2 separate regions of the Anas platyrhynchos genome follow, and region 2 is linked to region 1. The links are chromatin contacts, called in public Hi-C maps. All regions are on one chromosome and are shown on one strand. Each heading gives the region's core, a stretch centred on a gene start, on an enhancer-like site or on the middle of the called end of the contact. The rest is flanking DNA. Distances are from core to core; before and after follow the strand shown.

Evidence for each region. Hi-C and Micro-C count contacts between places; a contact is called where the count stands out from the background.
Region 2: a Hi-C map of skeletal muscle shows a contact between it and region 1, with 2.8 times the contacts expected there. The contact joins the promoter of FGF18 here to the enhancer-like site in region 1. A contact is called at or near these places in 2 of 8 Hi-C or Micro-C datasets (skeletal muscle and subcutaneous adipose tissue).

What each region holds. Positions count from the first base shown.
Region 1 is chr14:13,956,509-13,959,424 of IASCAAS_PekinDuck_T2T, reverse strand. No RefSeq gene overlaps it. Among named protein-coding and RNA genes, the nearest start is that of FBXW11, 94 kb to the right of the region's middle. Within about 2 kb of position 1,449, at least 4 of the 8 cell types and tissues checked have an H3K27ac peak or open chromatin away from gene starts, as enhancers often do. A contact at or near this core is called in subcutaneous adipose tissue, where this site is marked.
Region 2 is chr14:14,339,600-14,342,515 of IASCAAS_PekinDuck_T2T, reverse strand. It overlaps FGF18 (fibroblast growth factor 18), which reads left to right and starts at 1,500. Exons shown (of 6, transcript XM_072023323.1): 1 at 1,500-1,616; 2 at 2,663-2,699. The coding sequence starts at 1,537.

The DNA.
Region 1 (2,916 bases), core at 200-2,699:
TGGTTTTGAAGGATTCACAGCCAGTCATGGACCATTTTGGAAAAGCATTTTCTTCACATTCAAAGCTGTCCTGTCTTCCCAGCCACTCTGTCCTTGTGCCATTTAAAATAACTGCTTTCCACATCAGAGCTGGTAGGAATGGGAATGGTACATTTCTCTCTGGGACAGTAGGACAGCTCTCATGCACATAGCCAGTCTTGGGTATTTCCAGTCTCCCCAGTTGTCTGGGAGTTAAAATTTTGTCCATTTGAATATACATACATATATATATACACACATATGCATATGAACATCAAGTTAGCTTTGACTACCTTCTTGAAATACTTCTAGGTCTCTGTAATGGCTGGTCTACTGTACATTCCCAACCAGACTTGCCAAAAAACCTTCTCTGACCTAGACAGTTTGAATTTCATGTGTGATTAGAGTGTAAACTGGTCAGCAAGGAGCCTAAATTGGCAGGCTCACAGCACAGAAGAGAGAGCTCCCTACAGCTTATTCACAGGACTGAAAGGTTATACTGCTCAAGTCTGTTGCAAGTCCTGTATCATCTGACAAAGCTGAAAGATAAGACATGGCTGAATGACAATTCACATGTGAAAAAGCATTGTGGTGGTGAGTTAGCCCAGAAACATTCTCTCTCTTTCATTCAAGAGCCCTGGACAGATGCTTGACTCACATAAAAACAGCACAATTCAGCTCAGAAGCTGACAACATATCACTTTATACCTCTTAGCATGTTAATACCCATGAATTTACATGATCTTGAGGGAGCCGCATGTATTTATGCGCCAACTAGACGTAGCTATACACAGAACATGCTTTAAAGAGCCTTATTTTGGGAGGTACCCTTCAGAAAAATGCTGAACTTTGGGAATGCTCTGCTGTTCTTCCTGCTTTGGGCAAAGAATAACTCGGGAGATAGTCGGAGAAGAAACGAGCTGTCACAGTGAGAGTGGGGAGCTCAGTGCCACCAGGGTCTGCCTGGCAAAATCTGGGCAAATCCTCCCAACACAGACAGCTGAGAGGTATGGTAGTAGCAGGGGAGAGAAGCAAGTAGCAGTAGGAGTGGGAAGAATTAACTTGTCCCAGAGAAGTGAAGTCGATCAGGAGCAAACACATAAGTCAACAAATGGAGGGAGGGAACAAAGAAGAGACAAAAATACTTGCTTAACAGTTTATAGCAACAAGTCCTAGGAGAACTCTGAGTTTGCATCCCTTAGAAACAAAGCCATCAATAATGCAATCCTGGAAAAGCATCCCCACTCCAAGTCTTAAACAGTATGGATCCAGGAAATATTAAATCCATCTGCTGTGGAGAAAATGTTTTATCAACAACAAAAAACACAGTTGATTTATTCTCTAGACGCTGGGCCCAGACTCAGTCACTAAGCTGTGCTATCTAATGTGGTTAGACAACTTCTAGGGAACTAACCTCTTGTTGCCATTACTCACAGTATTTGCTTTTCCCCTATTGCCTTACTCATCTGATTCCTCCCTTCTTATTATGACTCTGGTTGAGTTGATAGGTCATAATTTATACTACAGGCTGAGGCTTTCATGCTTTTGTTGGTAACTTGAGCCTGGGAAGTGAGTTATTCTTGCCTTTGCCTTGTTTCTGTCTCATTCCTTCTCCATCTGGGAGTTTACCTAGACCTAGAACATACAAACTCTATAGTACTAGTCATGAGGAGAAAGGCCGATTGGCATTCCCTCCAGTTTTACTTACATTGTACATCTTTGGGTGTCTTTGGATGATTCTTTGTCTGAATACCAGGTATTTAATAGAAGTGATACAGCACCTACAGCCCCATAGTGCTTTCCAAACTATAGATTTATCCTCTTAAGTCATTCTAACTAATATTAAAACAGCATCATTATAGAAGAACACACAGTAGGCAATAACACATAGAATAACACTGGTTACTGAACTGCATGAAGATGTTCATGTCACTTACTTGTAGACAAAAGGTGGTAGTTTCACATGGTGGGGGGAATTCTTCCCCACCACCCCCACCCCATCTCATTTCAATAAGCCTCACATTCTTCGTGTTCAAAAAAAAAGTTTCCACAGAGAGAGACACCAGGGAAGCCCTACCTCAGCTGAGGATTTTCTTACTATTTCAGTTTTCCCGCACAGGCATAATTTAGTACATTCTCTGCATCTTCCACCATTGGGATTTCAGTGTGTTCATTACCTGTGGCAGTGTCAGAGCTGGTGGTTTCTTGCCTAGGTAACATCAAAAGAAAAGTATAAGGATTCAGTAAGGTAACAGTATGGGCTAATCAGATGGTCACTTGAGGCCCATTAAATTTCTTCTCAGGAACAGTTAAAATGTTTGGCTCACCTGCCAACTTTTCAATAACCAAAGTCTTCAAACAAACAAACAAACAAACAAAAGAAAAAAAGAAAAATAAAACCACCCTCTCCCTCCAGAGGAGGGAAACACATGAGAGAACGTGACATAGCCCCAGCAATATGGACAAATACAAAGCTCACCCATTAAAATACACTTTACCTGTTTCAAAAATGCCCTCGTGATCTTTCGAATTGTAGCAGTAATTCTTAATGTGCTGTTTGACAGCTGCCATGGCCTTGCCAAGGGTGGTTCCATGTCGGTGGTGAGTGAAGTGATTATTGTATCTGCAGTCAGCTAGACACTGCAGTGTGGAAATCTGGGAGATGAAAGGCACCATATAAATATACAATATTATTACTGCTGTTACTATTATTTCACTGGCCTTTTGCCTCACTTTCTGGTTGAGCAAGAGAATATGAGTATTCCTGAATGTCCCCAACCCTACATTTAGTCAAGCCTCGTCTTTAGCACTGTAGACCTGCAGATATAATTTTTTCCCATCATTTCAGTTCTCAGAGCCACAGACCATGTTTCTTTACTTGGTATTAACTTCAAAGTA
Region 2 (2,916 bases), core at 251-2,750, 380 kb before region 1:
AATTCAGCAGTTGCCAGCACTTTGCTCAGCAAGAGCCCTGTGGAGCTGCGGGTGGTGCTGGCCAGGTCTCAGCAGCCGGGGGGGCTTTTGGGGTCCTGCTTCAGAGAGGTGCAGGGCAGCAGGGAGGGCAGGTGCCAGGCGTTGTCCTCCTGATGGCACCCCTGTGGTGAGCTGCTGGTGGGCACGGGGAGCAGCTGAAGTGCTGGTGGTGGTGAGGGGCAGGTTGTGGGGGTGTTGTGGCTGGGAAAAGGTGATGGGGGATTCCTGGTGTCTGCGCTGTTGCTGCTTGGGGGTTTCTGTCCTCATGGGTGGAGGAAAATGCGGTGCTATCAATGGGTCCTACGGCTTCAGGGATATCTTGGGGGGTTGGAAGTGGGAAAGGTGGCGAGGGCTGTTGGTGGAGCAGGGGAAATCTGGTTTCATCTAAGGATGGAACTGGAGCAGCCTGTGGCACGTTGGCCATCTGCAGGGGGCTGGTGGCCATGTCTGCAGCTTCTCCTGGGGGCTCCAGGCTCTGCTGGGCAGGGCTGTGCTGGCTTCCCATGGCCAGCCCCTGCTGGGGTGTTCCCTACGTGGGGCGTGCGGTGGCTCTGCGTTTCTTGGCACTTGTGCCTATGGTAGGGTCAGAGGGGAGATTACATCCTGAGGATACTGAAAGCATATCAGGGCCCGACTCACGTCCTGAGGCTGGTCTGGGGAGAGTTCAGATTAATTTTCCAATTGCTCTGAGGTTTGGTGTGTGGGAAAGCTGGGGTGGAACAGTCAAAGCTCAGGTTTGAAGGGTATGGGGGCTGTGAGAGGGTCTGAGCAAAAGAGAAATAGGGATAATTAGGAATATATTGAATACTTTCCTGACTAAGCAAAGAGCTTTGATTTTGCGAGGGTTTTGACAAACTTAATGCTTTCTGTTACTCCTGGGCCTGAAACTATGAGCTGAAAACCACCGAGTTGTTGTCCAAAGGGTCAGGGATGAGGAGGCCGCTTGGTTCGTGGCAGAAAACCGGGGGGCAGCTTGGGGTGCCCTGCCCGGGGGGAGAGCAGGAGATGGGTGCCCCTGCGTGCCACTATCCCAGGGTTTGGGAAGCCCGCAGTCCTGAGCTAGGGTTATGTTCTCAGTTAACAAGGTGTTAACTGACGCTAGGCTCTCTTCGGAGAGTTCCAACACGCGTGGAGGTTAACAGCTCCTGGCATTTTGTCTGCCCGAAACCAGCTCTGGGAACCACCCGGGCACTCACCGCGCGCTCTCAACGTGGGAACATTTTATTTAATTTTTTTTTCTCCTCGCTGGGAAGGAAAAAAAAAAAAAAAAAAAGGAAAAGAAGGAGAAAGGAAAGGGGACCTGGGGGGCTGAGGGGGGGGCCGGCGGGGCTGCTTTGCGCGGCTGCGGTGCTGCCGTGCGGCCGCTGGAGGGCAGGCGAGCCGTGCCGGAGCGCGCCGGGCAGGGCGCTCCGCGGGGACACCCCCGGGGGATGCTCGGGGGGCTGGGGGGGGGCCGGGGGGGGGGGGGGGGGATGCCCCTGCCCGGTGTGGGTGGTGATGGGGAGCCCGGGGGGGTCCGGGGGCTGCCGCCCGCCCGGGGCTCACCGAGGACGCGCCGCGCTCCCGGCCGCGCCGAGGTAAGACCCCCCCCGGACCCCCCCCAAACGGGTGCTCAGCGGGCTGCCCCCCCTCACCCCCCCCATTATTTAATTGTTTTCGGGGTTTTCCTCGCGGCTCGGGCTCTGCCCGCTCCGTCGGGCCCCGCTCCCTTTTCTCCATGTTTTTATTTTTTTATTTTTTTTTCCTTATTTTTTTTTAATACTTTTCACGCTTTCCCAGCCCTCCCAGCTGGGCTGTGCTCCCCCCCCCCCCCCTCTTTTATTTTTCACCGCAGCGGCCGTGCCGAGCGCTCCTCGCGGGGCTCCCCGGCCGGGCACCGCCTCCGCACCCCGCTCCGCTCCGCACCATGCCCGGGGAGGGGGCGCGGAGCCGCGGGGAGGCTTCAGCCGGCTCGGGGCGGGGGGGGGGGGGGGGGGGAAAAGCGGCGGGGGGGCACGGGCTGACGATCGGAAGTTCCTGACAATAAGCACCTTCATCCCCCCCAAAGGCGGAGAGAGAGAGGGAGAGGAGGAGGAGAGACAGGGGGAGAGGAGAGCTGATGCCTGAGCGAGTCACTCGGCGGAGGCAAGGCGGGCGGTACCACAACTTCCAGCGGTGCGGAGCGGAGCGGAGCCTGCCGGCCGGATCGCTCCCATGTCAGGGCGGTGGGGGGCTGCACTCCGCTAGCGGCAAGCCACCGACCTCCCCCTCTCCTCCAGCGATGTATTCACTGCTCTCCGCCTGCACTTGCCTGTAAGGATTACGGCATCTTTTTTTTTTCTCCTTTTTTTTTTTTTTTTTTTAAATATATACATATATATAAATATTTTTATTTTATTTTTTATTTTTTTTTTAATTGCTTTTCTTTTTCAAACTTTCCTTTTGGAGGCTCCGGTTGCGTTTTCCTCGCGATCAGGTGGGAATGGGGAGCCGAGCCTTTTCATGCGCAGAGCATCGAGCTGCGCCGTTTAAAAAAAAAAAAAAAAATCGCAAAGAAAAACAAAGCAAAAAAAAAAAAAAATCCGACTTTAACCATTTTACCGCATCATTTGATCTTTTGTTGCTTTTTTTTTCTCCTCTCCAGATGTTTACATTTCCTGCTGCTGTGCTTTCAGGTACAGGTACGTGTCCTTTCTGTCCTCTTTCGCTTTTGGTTGTAAAAAAAAGAAACAAAGGCGGCGTGCTGACCTCGGAGTGCCAGGCAGTTTTGGCTGGGGCTTTCACTTTTCTTCCCCCTCTAGTTTTTATAGCCGCATTAAAATGATCCCCACGCCAGATGCTGGAGTGGCACTTGCCCTGGGAGCTGAGCCGCTTTCCAGTGGCCACTCGGTGCTCGGC